2 separate regions of the Macaca mulatta genome follow, and region 1 is linked to region 2. The links are chromatin contacts, called in public Hi-C maps. All regions are on one chromosome and are shown on one strand. The core of a region is the stretch at or near the end of the contact, and the rest is flanking DNA. Distances in the headings are between cores, read along the strand shown. Region 1 holds the start of DMRTA2 (DMRT like family A2). Region 2 holds the start of CDKN2C (cyclin dependent kinase inhibitor 2C).

What was found. Hi-C and Micro-C count contacts between places; a contact is called where the count stands out from the background.
Region 1: a contact with region 2 is called in a Hi-C map of cortical neurons, with 8 times the contacts expected there. The contact joins the promoter of DMRTA2 here to the promoter of CDKN2C in region 2. A contact is called at or near these places in 3 of 14 Hi-C or Micro-C datasets (cortical neurons, fetal cortex germinal zone and fetal cortical plate).

What each region holds. Positions count from the first base shown.
Region 1 is chr1:190,228,798-190,235,595 of T2T-MMU8v2.0, forward strand. It overlaps DMRTA2 (DMRT like family A2), which reads left to right and starts at 5,496. Exons shown (of 3, transcript XM_077957725.1): 1 at 5,496-6,371. It overlaps LOC106998526 (a long non-coding RNA gene), which reads right to left and starts at 5,477. Exons shown (of 4, transcript XR_013402217.1): 1 at 5,351-5,477; 2 at 4,883-5,046; 3 at 2,451-4,698; 4 at 589-1,638.
Region 2 is chr1:189,694,824-189,702,269 of T2T-MMU8v2.0, forward strand. CDKN2C (cyclin dependent kinase inhibitor 2C) reads right to left here and starts at 2,249. Exons shown (of 2, transcript NM_001266314.1): 1 at 2,005-2,249. The coding sequence starts at 2,133. It also overlaps a transcript of FAF1 not described here.

The sequences.
Region 1 (6,798 bases), core at 4,246-6,745, 540 kb after region 2:
ATGCTTTTAGAAGGTTTGATTTGAGAAATCCTTACATATACAACTGTAAATAGAATCTCCAAATCCTTACATATACAAATCCTTACATATACAACTGTAAATAGAGTCTACAAAGAAAATATAAACTTTGGTCTACATAAACGTTTTAAAACTCCAGTGTAACAATAGCAAGACAGCCACAAAAACGTGAGGAAACAGCACATGTTGCAAACAGAAGATACTATTGTCTTTGATATATAAATTACGATTACAAATTAAGGAAAATAGAAGCTCTATGGTTGAAAAATAAGGAAATGATGTATATAAATAATTTTTAAAACACCTCAACTGACCGACCCATGTAGGAAAAAGTAAGGAATAACTAAGGAAATGCAAATTATAACAATGATACACTATTTTTCTTGTTTGAATTGGCAAAGATTTAAAATATCAGCAAGATGTCCTTCTATTGAGTGTGTTCATTGATACCTTTCCTGTGGGCTATTTGATAGCTATCAAAAGCCTTAAAAAATGTAAAAAGCTTCTGGCCAATCCATCTTATTTTTAGGAATTTATCCTAGGTAAATAATTAGGCAAATGCACAAAAGATGTTTGTGGTAGCAATATTTATTAGAGCAAAAACTCGAAACAAACAAAATACCTATTAACAGGGAAATGGCTAAAGAAAGATGGATCCATGCAATGGAACATTAAACAATCATTTTAAAAGCTTATGTAGGTAGATTAATATTAAAATCCTTATAATTGTAAACAAAAAACAAGTACTGTAAAGTATGTTTTTGTCAGTGTGGGTAGACAGGGAAAAAAATAGCAAAATTCACCAAATATATTTTGCTGAATTTTCTAAAATGTTTTATAAGACTTTTATTCTATCAGAACAAGCAATAACAGTGTTTCCCTTTGGGAAACCTAACCATCAGAGGTCCCTTTCTTCGGGAAGCTTCCCCTCATCCTCCTTCCCCCATTCCCAAGATTAGACTTCTCACTGTGAGGTCACTGATAGGGGACTGTGTCCCCAGTTGGCTAACAAGTTCTGTAAGGGCCCATTATGGTTGATTTGTCTCGGATCCACAGAGCTTGGCACATACTAGATGCTCAACAAATGCTGTTACATAAACGAATGAATGAATGAATGAATGAATGAATGACTCTTACTTTCATGTTTCTGTGAACGATCAGTGAACTGAATGAAACCGAACCAAATGGAAGCTCCTAGGTCTGATCCTACCCACCCCCCCCCCCCATGGAAGGTGAGGAGAAAAAAACCTGAGAGTGGGAGTTGGATCTGGATTTCTGTCTTTTTCGAAGTTCGGCAGCACTCTGGCCCCAGGCAAGTTGTGTCGCCTTGCTGAACTTTGGCTACCTTGTGTCTGAAACGTGGACCATCGCATCTTCCCCCATGGACTGCGTGGCAAGCAAGACAGCACACACCAAGTGTTTAGCAGAGTGGCTGTACTCAGTAGGCGCTCACAAATAGAAACAAATAGTGGGGCGGTGAACACCACTCTCCACGCGTTTGTCTCAGGCTTAGATGCTCCCAACCAGAAAATCCTGAGGAGCCTGGCGACACTGGGCAGACGCCTCCCTTTCGCCTGCCCCGCAGACGCGAGGGCTTGATCCAAAGGAGGGCTGCAGCCGCTGGGGCTCCGCCTCGGGGCCTCCTGCCGCTCACTCAGAGCCAGTGCCCTCTCTCCTCCACCTTCAGTTGGCTGTTCGGCCCGGCCTTTAGGTCCAGGGCCCGGGAAGAAGCTGAGCACCAAAGGGTTCTCGGCCAACGGGTGTGGAGGGGTGCCTTGACCCGGCGTTGGATGAGGGTACTCCCGGGTTTGATTTTTGCTCTGTTACGCACTAATTGTGATATGTGGAACAAGTCATCTCACCGCTCCAAGTCTCTCACCTGACAAGTGGAATAATCGGACCTGCCTCGCAGAGAGTGGTGCGACTTCAGTAAGCAACTGTAGAGAAATTGCTGGGCGCCTGGCCCTTAGCTGGAACAGCGCCTGAGAAACCCGGCGCCACCATAGGAGTTCTTTCTGGCTCCGAAATTATGCCCGGTCCCCGGTCCTGGCATAGATCCGTGGCTATGACCATGGAAAATGACCATTTTAGCGGTGTCAGAGGACGGGACAGGAAACCAAGCTGCGCGTCTCCCTGTTCACAGAGGGTGTGCGCGGCTGAGGGTCTTAATCAGCGTGACTCATGAGTTGATCTGGAGGAAAATATCGCTACGTGTCTGTGTGTACACGTGCTTGTGTCCACATAGGAACAGGAGAGTGTAGTTTGCGGGAAAACGCGTGTCAGGCAACCCGTGGAGACTCCTTCTCCCAAAAGCACGTTCCCCCTTTCTTCTGCGCCCCATTCCCGGGCGGAGAGTATCAGCCAAACTAACGGAATCCGGCACAGCCAGGGAAGGGGTGGGTGCGGGAGGGGCCATTCCGTCCCGGAGCCACCGGTTTGGGGATAATTACTTTTAATGTCAGAAAGATTTAGTTTAATATCATCTCTATTAGGCTGCCGGGAGGGTAATTAAACGGGACGCGTCGCAGCCGGCAAACAGATGGCGTCTGCTTGCTCCGAGGCCGCGGGCAAACAGCGCAAAAGTCAGTGCCTCCCGGGTCCCCCATCGGCGCCCCTGGCTCTTCTACTCAGAGTTACACTACTCACCCTCGGCGCCCTTCCCCACGCCGCGCCTACAGCCGGCTCTACGCCCCAGGCCCTCAACCCCGGCCTCATCCCAGCGCAGTCCCTTTGGACGCCACCAGTGCCTGGGCGTGGGCGTGGGGGATGGGGCCAGGGGCGAATAGGGATGGGGTGTATTTTCTTGGCCGGGCCCTCTCACCCGGACCCCCAGCCCCTGGCACAGCAGAGGCGTCAGCAAATGATTCTGAGCTAAGAGTACGCGTGTGAATGTGTGAGGAAGACCCTCTGCTCTCAGCCGCCTCATTTGTCCTGGAAGGCTGTGGCTTTTTCTGCCTGGGGCCCAACTGTAGAAGTAAGGCTGGGGCTCCGCGCATAAACCAGGGCATACGTGCGTGAGGATGTGCTCCTGTCGGCGTGTGCTGTCACCGATGTGGAAATCTGTGGGAGTCTGGGAACGTCACACACCGAGTGGATGTCCCAGGATGGGGACATGCTTATGAGAACACTGAGGTCAAATTCACTGAAGGGGTCCCCTTGGGTTGGAGGGTAGTATCAGAGTTGAGCCTGGGCCCCGTGGTGCTCTCTGAATGCTGGCGTGACAGTGTGTCCCATACTTTGCAGAGAGTGGTCACACGCACGGGGGAGGGGGTGTGTCCAAGTGTGAAGCTACACTCAGGCTGGGGAGCGGGTAGACCCTGCTGACTCAACCTGAGCGTGCTCTTCTCGTGCTGACGGCTCAGTTCGGCCATGCCTTTCCTTTCCCCTTCGACCGACCCAATTCAAATCAGGAGGAACTGGCCCTGGAGTGGCCTGGGAAGCTGGGCAGAGGATTCCTGCCTGGTCAAAGTGTGGGTGAGATGACCTGGGGTTTATTTTGCCTCCCTCCATAACACATTCACTCACATGAAAACCCTAACCTCCGGGGAGTGGGAGAAAAGGCTGTGGGTCCCAGACCTGTGGAGATGTGAATGCCAGGAAAGAGGGGCGAGAGAAGAGAGAGGTTCCTCCACTAGGGGTGGGCGGATTCCCTCTGGTTGGGCTGTATTAGATGCCAGGATGCTCCTCCTCCCACTCCTTAGAAAATGAAGTTCCTCACGCATCTGTGGGGCCGCCTAGGGTTCCCGAGTCCTCGTGGTTACACCCTTGGCTTCTGAGGAATCCCCCGTCCGGAGTGGGGAAATCTCACGGTGACCTGGCCTCAAGCGCGAAGGATACCTGGGCCACCGCCCCCCCGAAAAGCTAGGCAGATTTATATAGTTTATTTCGTTTTCGGTTTAATATAATTTCCCGAAAACTTTGTCCAAAGGAGCTCTGGGAGAAGGCACCTGACGGCCCCGGCGCGGAATCCGGCGGTGGTCGGCGCTCTTCCCCCAACCTCATGGCTCTCCTCCCCAGGTGCAGCCGGGGCTACTAGACGTACTTGGCCTCGGAACCTCCAGGTGTTGGAAGGTGGGGTCTGGGTCCTGCGCTCCTAGAGGACATATTATCCCTGAAGCACCCCCTTATCCTCGCTTCACGCGGGAGACCCTCGCGGGGGCTGACACCCTTCTCTCTCCTAAACCCATTCACAGACTCCAGCAAGTGGCATTTTCTGGGAGCTAGTGACCAGGTTTTTATCGCTATCATAGACCTTGTTCGTGTCAGAGCGCCCTCGCGCCGGGGCCTGGTGAACTTTCTGGAAGCTCTCCGCCCGGTCCTCGAGCGCATCATCCCCATCCCCTTTTCCCTCCAGCCTCAGCCTCCGGGTGGGCTTCTTCCAAGGCTCTCCCGGGGCGCCAGGTTCTGCGGTCTTCGGGTGGGGGCCCGTTGGTCGCACCTTCTTTCCCCCAACCCCAGCCCTGGGCTCAGAAGCGGATAGACTGACAGGGCGCGGCCCAGTAGTCGTGCCAGGCGGGAGGGCTGCGTCCTGAGGCCGCGACGGCCCCGGCCGAATCTACGCGCCCAGATTCCCGCCGGCCTGGAGGTTCGAAAGAGTAACGCGGAGACGCACGGTCAAGAGTGGACGGAGAATGCCAGGAACGCTCATTTTCCTCATTATTTAAACGAATTTTCTTTACTCTGAAGGAGAGAGAGAAAAGTAGAGAACAAAAACGAGAGTGATAGAACATTAGATATTAGAGGGAAAAACAGAATGAAAAGACAGAGGTAGAGCTACAAGAACCGAGGGCGACCCGCCCGAGGGCCGCGGCATTAATTCCAGATGTTGCCTTTCAAAAAGGAAACAAAATCTGAAACCTGTTACCTCTTCTTCAGAATGAGCTGTTCCTCAGGGCCGTGACATCAGGACAGGATAAGAATAAGGCGAAAGTTAAAACTGAAAACTGTCCGCGGGGGCCTCCCAGCAGTCACTTTGTCTCTTGCGGGGAAGGTCGGACAGACCGATGCGCGTCCTGAGTCTAAAAGAAGCTGCGGAGACACAGAGGCCACTTTTTACTTTCGTTTAGAAAAGAAACAAAAAAAGGAGGGGGGCTGTTTGTTCATTTACAATAAAGACAAAAAGAATCCCATCACCAAGGAAAAGAAACCGAGATGCTGAAAAATGAGGAAAAGAAAGAGCAAAAGGGGCCGAGGGACGCGAAAGAGGGGCAGGGAGAGGAAAGGCTCAGGGCGCGAGGGATGCGGATGCGGCGGGCACCGACAGGAAGCGCAATCTCGTTTCTCTTCGCTGAGCTTCTCTTTAAACACGAAAATCTTCATAAACCACACTTACCCTCCAGGATGACTATCGTATCAGGACTTTCAAAACAAAATAACTGAACTTTAAAGGTGACAGGAGGAAAAAACCAAAGCAGCCCTCAACTACCCCAAACTCGTCCGACTTGGGAGCGCGCCGAAACGTAGCAGGAAGAAGGCAGGAAAAATCGTCCTGGCATTTATGCCTTGAACACCCTCCCTTCCCCACCCCCGCACCCCTGTCCCGCCCCCACCCCGACCGCAGTAATTGAATTGTCACCTGCCCCCCATCCCGCCCCAGGGCTCCAGGGCCACTTGGGAAGCTCAGCTTTGCCAAGCGCCCCCGGCCAGTGAGAGCGGCGCAGCCGAGTCGGCGCCCCAGAAGCCGAGGGGTTACACAAGTCTACGCAGAGAGGCGCACCGGACACGGTAATTAGGAGCAATTCACACGCTCTCGGGCGCACGGAAACTACTTGTCACGAAAGTTTCAACGCTCCTCCTCGCCCACTTTTTTCCACTCCTTTCCTGGCGCACCCCCTCCCCTCCCGGAGCACACAGTGGAGCTTTTGGAGTTTCGAATCTTTCGGACACTGTAGAATGCGGGGCTCCCCGGGCGCGGGCCCGGCCAATCAGAGTGCCGTCTGCCTCCCCTGGCCAATGGCAGGCGCCACATTGTTGTCCAATTCTGTCTAATGGAGCCCTAAGGAGCAACAATAGAGCGGGCGAGCCTCTCATTGAGAGTCTGGCAGTGCGGGGCAACTGGGCCCCGGCTGCGCGCAGCGTCCAGCGCGCTCAGCGAGGGGACTCGGCACTGCGAGAGTCAGGTTGCGGGTTCCAACCAGGCGGCCGGCAGAGGAGCCTCCGACCCGGATCTCTGAAGGAAGGGTTGGACTGCGCTACGTTCTGAGGGGTCCGGAAGTTCAGACATGGTGACTGAAGGAGGGTGACGTGGTCAGATAAGGGGCCGGGGGCAAAGGGAAGAGGCCAAGAGCGCCAGCGTCGCCAGTGGAGCCGGGAGGCGCGTGCAGCGCCAGCGGAGGAGGATCCCGGAACCCAAGGCAGGTAGTTGAGAGCCGCAGGGACAGCAGGGGGTGGCGACCTGGTCTGCGGCCCCTGTTGAGGAGGCCTGGGCCCCGTGGGCTTAGGGACGGCGCGGCCCGAGGGGTCTGGGAGAGGAGGCAACGCTCATAGAGAGGAGGTCTGGGACTCTCGGATGGAGACACAAGGACTCTGTCCCGGGCTCTGGCAGGGACGGGGAACACGGGAAGCAGAGGAGACTGCGGCAGAAGCGGGGAGCTGGGCCTGCTTGGGCCTTGTGGGGCTGCGGCGCGGGTGGGACTCTGGTATCCGTTTATGGCCAGTTGCGAAGGCGACTTCTCTGGCTTGGTGCGGCCCGCTGGGCCATCCGCGTCCTAGGACCCCAACTCTGAGATCAGGACGCAGGAGCCTGCGCTCGATCGGGGTCCCCTGGGACCCCAAGACGGG
Region 2 (7,446 bases), core at 999-3,498:
AAATTAAATGCTAATGGAAAATACAAAGTCGATCTATCTTTTTTAAATGTTTAAAAAATCTAATCACATATTAAATAATAAAATATATTTAGAATGAGTAATATTTTGTAAATGCAAACTATATAGATGGACAAGATATTAAGCTCCCCTGTTGATAAAACTCTGTTGACTTTTAGCTCTTCCTTTGGAGCAGTGGTAAACAGTGATACATAATTTATATTTCAAGAACTTCAATGAAACATACTTTTGGTTATTAAAAATTGATACCACCACAACTGTCTCTAAAGATTTAGTCATATTTAAGGACCTGCAATGAGAAAAATAAGAGACAGATATCTTGGATCTTTGTAAAGCAAACATACGATTAAGGCCTTTGATATTAACCTGATAGAAAAATATACACTAGGAAGGTGGAAAAGGCTTTTGAAATTGAGTTAAATAAACATAATTGTAGAATAAAATTCACCTTTTTTCACAGAAAATAATAGTAATATTGGAAATGGTTTTGAAGAAAGTTATTTCTTGACTTATGACACAACTTCAGAGTTAGGATTATACATAATGAAAATAAGCCTTGAAACTCCAGTTTCTGTGTGTTTCGTTATATGTACAAGGACTAAGCCACAATAAGTGGGTGTTAGTATCTTGATAAGTATGTTTAATATAAACAAGATTGCAAAGTTGTATTAAAAATGTTTGTCAAAACTTTTTAAAAGAATATTATTAATTTCCCAGTCTTTCTGTTCGTCAAAAATCCTGTAAAATCTTATTATGAACATGGGTTAAGTAGCTCATTCTTTGTGAAGTTTATATAATCTTTTGAGTTTTCAAAAGGAAGCTTTTCAATATATTAAATTTGTTACTTTGCTATCATCACTAAACCTGTTCAAAACTACTAGGTAGAAAAAGAAAAAAAATCATTACTTAATGTAGCAGAAATAACAAGATAAATAATTTAGTATCTGTGCATAAACTTCCTTAATACTGAAATTTTTGCAAGGCCAGTGTATTCTGATTGAAAACGTACAGACTACATGGACTTTGTTTGTTACTAGTATATCTCCTGGCACTTAAATTTTTAATTCTTGTAACCGAAACAAAGCCCTCTAAAAACCCTCTCCCCAATGGGTTTTCAAAAACAGCTTCAAGTGTTGCATTTCCAAATAAGAATAGCTCATAAGAATATCATCAGAACTCTGATAAATTAACTATTTTAAACTATTTTGTCATTTTTCTGTTTCTAAGCCTTTCACCTAAATTACATGATAACATTCAGAAGAAGAAAAAAATTATCAGGTACAATACTTGGCAGCTGGACATGTGTCAATCGTTGCCTGTAAATCTAATTACTGAAAATTAGAGCACACCACGGCATAATCGTAGAGACAAAGACACTGCAGCTGAGCTCTGATTAGAAAATTCAACTTTTTATTCCTCCCGACTCCTGAATGAGTGGATGGTATTACATTAACTGTGAAATGTACATCCTGTCCCGGTGCCCAGGCCACCCATTCCAAACGAGGAAAAGTCGTTTGTCAAAACTTGGAGCATTTGAAGGAAAAACACCCTCACCAGTAGTCAAGAAAATTAACGTTAAAGTCTATTACTGGGGGCAAAGTACGTGAAACCACTAATAGCAGTGTATTTCAAATAATAATCATAATAATGTGTTTACAGAGCTGTCTTTAAAAACAAAACAAAACAAACAAACCTCGGCCCTACAATGACTACTCTAAAATCCCCACCGTCACAAAAAGATTCCAAAAACTAAGACCAAATCTGGACCCCACTTGATATCAAGGATGTTATTGGATTTGAGGAGTTTGTTCAAAGTACGTCATTTTGAGAAGTTGCATCCACTTAAAGATATAAAATATGGCAACCAACTAGGTTTAAAAACAGTGAAATTTTATGTCCCTGAAAGCTTAAAAGCTGTAAATCTAGAAAACCGGGTCACGTAGGCAACATTATTGACTTGTTTTCCCCACCTCTCTGAATACCAACCTGCAGTGCGGTCCTTCCAAATCCATTTTGTGCATTGACGTTTACATTATTTTGCAACAAACTAGTAAGTTGCTCTAGGTCCCCCCTGGCAGCTGCGGACGCCAACTCGTTCCCCCAAGGCTCGGCCATTCTTTAGGGTCCTGACGATCAGGAAAAGATGAATTAGTCGTTTTTCTTTTTTCCCTTTCCTTTGCTCCTAACCAGGCTGCATGATGGCATCGGAGACTGACAGAAGGACTGGGATGGTTAATCTGGAGTAGAGCTTGGTAGTAAATACTAGTAAGATCTGCCTGCCAAAAGCCCGCCCCTCGATTCACACGTGATTATTCAGCAAAACTGAGCCATTGGAGAGGGGCTCCTCGCCTCGCTTTTTTAGCTTAACCCCTATGAAGAATTCTGACGACTCCACAGAGACACACACAGACACACATACATTCCTGGGTAATGACTCCGGACGTCAGATGTAGGCAGAGCTGTCACGTACCTACGCTACAGATCTCTGTGAGGAGTGTGTGTGGACACTCAAGGGACTATAGATCGGGGCAGAAAATACCGCGGAAGGAAAGACATTCGGGGGGAAGAAAAGGCATTCACCCACCCTTGTTCACGGTGGTGACTTGAGCCGTGTGAGGCAGAACTGCAGGGGCAGGTCCTCCAGGGGGCTCGGTTTCCATCCGTCTCGCCGAAGGGACAGTCCTGGGTCCTCCGCTGCTGGGAGAGCGCCGCGGTGGCTGGATGCTGACGTGCTCCGGGGGGTTAAAAGATGATCGCCAAAGGCGAACGGGAGTAGCAGTTCCGTGGCCCTCAAGTTACAGGTCGTAACGACTGCCCAGTACTCTGGGCTTCTCCAGAAGAGCGTTTAGTCGCGTCCGGGCCAAGTCGTGGGCTAATGCCGCTCAGGAAAGCTCCAGAGCCCGCCCGCCAGGCAGCCGCAGCCCCGCCGAGCCTCAGAGGCCGTGGGAGCCGGGCTCGGCGCGCGTCTCCGGAGGCTGCCGGGCGTGCGGCGGGCCCCCGAGAAGCCCGTCATGCCGGCCCCGCCAGGTCCCGGGACTCCCGGCAGCCTGAGGAAGGAGGAGAGCGATGCGGGAAGCGTCTACGGGGCCCGGACTGCTGGGGCAGCTCGCGGCAGCATTGCGGCTGTACTGGGCAGACCCCCGGGAACTTCCCGCCTACGACCGAGCTCGTTCAGGCTTTCTGTTGTAGGTACTCATTGAGCTGCTGCCGCCGCTGTCCTTTCCTTCCTTTCCCGGTTTTGTGGGAGCCTCCGGAGATGGGGAGAGTCCTGGGAAACGCAGGCCAAGTTCTGAGTAGGGGGAGTCGCCACAGTTCCAGGGCGCAGCCAGACCCGCCGCCGTCTCGGCGAGCGCTCAGCAGCTTCGGCGCCCGGTGCCACTTCGCCACCTCTCGCGGTCCCCGGCCGCCTGTGCCCCTTTGCTGCGGACAGGGCAGCCGCCAGCCAGCTGTGCCCTGGAGCCGAGCCTGGCAGCACTGCTTCCTCCCTGGCCACACCGCTCCCAGTGACAGTTTCTTTTGTAGCTGATTCCCCCCTAGATCGCCGGTCCCTGCTCCTTTCACCCCTACGGGCACTTGCGTGTCGCCCCCTTTTTTACTTTTTTCCTTCACTCCCTCCCTTGCTGCTTTTTTCGCTGAAACAATTGCTGCTTCTGTTGCCTCTCAGAGAGGGTGCCGGTTTCTTCTCCCTTTTTTCCGACCTCATCAGCTTTTTTTGAAAAGAAAAAAATTGAGCGCTTTTTGAGTTGAAAAACCCGCCCCCATTTTAACGGCAGAGTTTTAAGGAGGCTCGGCGGAGTTGCAGCGCCGCGGAAGCGGGAAGGCCGGGCACCGCCCACGCCCCGCCCTCCGCCCTGCTGGCGCTCGCGCTCGCAGTCTAGCAGGCTCCGCCCTCCCGGCCCCGCGCACTCATTCCCGCCTCTAGCTCTCCACCTCCTCCCGTCAAGTCTCTTGCGCTGGCTCCCTCGCGCCGGCTCTCTCCCGCCGGCTAGGCGGCCTGTCCCCAGCTGGAGCGGGGTTCGGCCCCGCGAAGCCCGGCCTGCCCTTCTCCGGCGGGCGGGCTTGAGTCTGTGACGCGAACCCCCAGCTGCCCCAATTCCTACGGGCGCGAGGACAGGGGTTTGTTATTTAAGACGCTGTGGAGGGCGGCGGAGTCTTCGAGGCTCCGCAGCGCAGGCTGCGGGAAGGCGGAGAGCGAGCTGGCATAAAGGGAGTCGTTCTCCAGCGCTAGCGGGGCAGGTCGGCCAGCCTCTGTGCTCCCCCGCCAGGCTCGCAAAGTTCGGGCGGCCAGGCTTGCGGCTGCTGCTGCCTCCTCTAGGGCGCGCGCGCTCTGTAAACTCGGCCTCCTTCGCTGAGCCCTGGGCCTCGGCCTCGCACCTGCCAGATCCACGCCCGACGGCCGCGGTGGGCAGGGGTGGCCGCGAGGGTGGAGGGAAAAATCCGGACTGCCACTAAGCACAGTGCTCACAAAAAGCAAGTCTTGTATAGATTGAATTTTATGAAAACTTAAGACATGGCATAGATAAGAATGAACTCTGAAGCCTTAATCAAGGACTAGAAACTGCTAAATAGTCCTGTTATTAGAGAAAAAGGAGAAAAGCAATTAAATTTAAAGCAAAATTTAAAATAAGTCGTGTGAAGTGTTTTCTAACAAAGCTATTTCTTTGTTGCCGAAGTTCTCTCACTACTTAGAAATGGCTTGGTGTTTTGGGGGTGTGGGGTTGGGGAGGGTGTCTATATGTAAAGGAATGGTCTCTCTCCTAATCCTTTATTTAATCATCCGACACGAATTTCCAGTACTTTTAACTTCCTCTTTTAAAGTGAGATTAATTAACTATTGCTTTCTATATTTTTATACTCTTAAAAATATCCAACACGGTTGCATGATGCACCCAGTGGTCAAAATGAAACCAAGCAAAAAATGACAAGTCTAATTAGAACCGGACTTTGGCAAGCGGATCCTCGAGCAGTATCTGTACCCTTCTTGAAGTACACTGAGAGTGTTAGCAACAAAACACACCAGAAACATCTGGATAATCATCCAGCAGCAGATTGACTGGTAGGTAGAGGGAAAGTTGAAACTGGGAAGAATCTGGCAGTGTTTTCTTTAACGTAATTGTTGAGAAAAAAACTAGAACTCTTTTCTTAGGTAACTAAACGAGTTGTGAATCAAATGAGAACTACAAAAAAAGAAACTAACTCTCTTTTTCTTACATATATGTAGACGTTTCAAATAGAAACATTTAAGATTCCATTTATACCAGTAAGAAATAAATAATAATTTACTTTTGATTGTTCTGGGAACTGTGTAATCTTTTCATACAGCCAGGGGGTGTGAGGACATATTAGCACTGTTGGCTGATAAGAGAGAACTGGTATTAGTCCAATTTATGAAGGTTGCCTTCTAGCATTTATTATGGTTTCTTGCTTAGAGATAAATTGTAAAGAGGAAGAATCTTAAATTGTATGATTACATAAAGTACGGGTAAACGTGCTATAATTTTCATGAAATAAAGTACTTATTGCTGAACAACTAAGTAAAACTTATGATAATTTAAGATGTACACAGAGTTGTATTAAGATTTTTGGAGGCCCTAAGCACTGAAAAGATTTTGATGTTCTACCACCTCTTCCTCATATAGAAATAAAAAGAAAAATAACAACCCCAAAATAAGAGTAAAAAAGTCCAACAAAATTCTGATTTTTTTCCCATGATGGCTACTTCATTGGTTTTGCTGAGATATTAAATTATTTGGCAAAGTTTTTTTTTTTTTTTTTTTTTTTTTTTTTTTTTTTTTTTAAACAGTCTGGTTTTGCTGGTGCCCTAAAGCATATGCTTCATCTGCCTGTTGGGTAAACCAGAATTGGCAGTGCAGAGCTTAGGGTCTTAGTTCAGAAGGCATACATAAGTATTACACAGTAACCCCAATGCAAATCTAGTATTTATTGAGGGCTAGTTCACTAAAGCAGATTCAAGGGTATCCCTACCCTCAAGAAGGTTATATTCTAACATGGCTTACAAGAAAAATTCATAGTTAAGTTTCTACTATATTGAGAGTGGTGCTTTCTCTTTTAACATCGTAATGATAAGTACATCAAATACTGAAATACAGCCTTTATAGTTAGATATTAAATATTAACAGTCATGGAAACCTTGTGCTCCAGCAGTTCATAATCATTTAAGGAGACATAGAAATGGCTGGGCGTGGTGGCTCACGCCTATAATCCCAGCACTTTGGGAGGCCGAGGTGGGTGGATCACCTGAGGTCAGGAGTTTGAGACCAGCCTGGCCAACATGGTTAAACCCCAACTCCAATAAAAATACAAAAGTTTAGCTAGGTATGGTGGCTGGTGCCTGTAATCCCAGCTGCTCAGGAGGCTGAGGCAGGAGAATTGCTTGAACCTGGCAGGCAGTGGCAGCAGTGAGCAGAGATTGTGCCACTGCACTCCAGCCTGGGCGATGGATCAAGACTCCGTCTCAAAACAAAAAACAAAAAACATAGAAATGTGATTTAGTCAAATTATTCCGTGCTTTTCCCTCATTGACTCAAGTAGGTACAGTATCTGATTGATTAACTTTTGGAAATGTGTATGTGGTATTTACCATTTCTTTAACTGGTCTCAAAGTCTTCCTTTTTGTTGTATTTATAGATCATCTGAGGTGGAAAACAGACTGGGCACCCCCAGGCAGCCTTTTTTGTCACTTTATAATTGTGGCTTCAGCATTTTATTTCTGAGATTCAGTGTTTTTTTTTTTTATATAGGTACTTATTTATGAAAATTTTTTATTATTTTTATTTTATTTTATTTTTAAGACAGGTTCTCACTCTGTTGCTCAGGCTAGAGTGCAGTGGCTTGGTCATGGTCATGGTCATTGTTCACTGAAACCTTGACTTCCCAGGCCCAAGTGACCCTCCTACCTCAGCCTCCAGAGTAGCTGGGGCCACAGGCATGCTCCACCATGCCTAGATAATTTTTCTAATTTTGTGGAGATGGGGTCTTCCTATATTGGCCAGGCTTGAAAGTTCTTTCAAGAACAGGGAAAGACGGAGTCTTGCCCTGTCACCAGGCTGGAGTGCAATGGTGTGATCTTGGCTCACTGCAGTCTCCACCTCCGGGTTCAAGCCATTCTCCTGCCTCAGCCTCCTGAGTAGCTGGGATTACATGTGCCTGCCACCACACCCAGCTAATTTTTGTATTTTTAGTAGAGACGGGGTTTCACCATGTTGGCCAGGATGGTCTCCATCTCCTGACCTCATGATCTGCCCAACTCGGCTTCCCAAAGTGCTGGGATTACAGGTGTGAGCCACCGCGCCTGGCCTAAAGTTCTTCTTTAAAGTAAGAAGAAAAAAAGCCCAGTAAGCAACCCCAAAGCTGAAAAATAATAGCAATAATTAATATTTGTATAGTGTTTCATGGTTATAAAATATG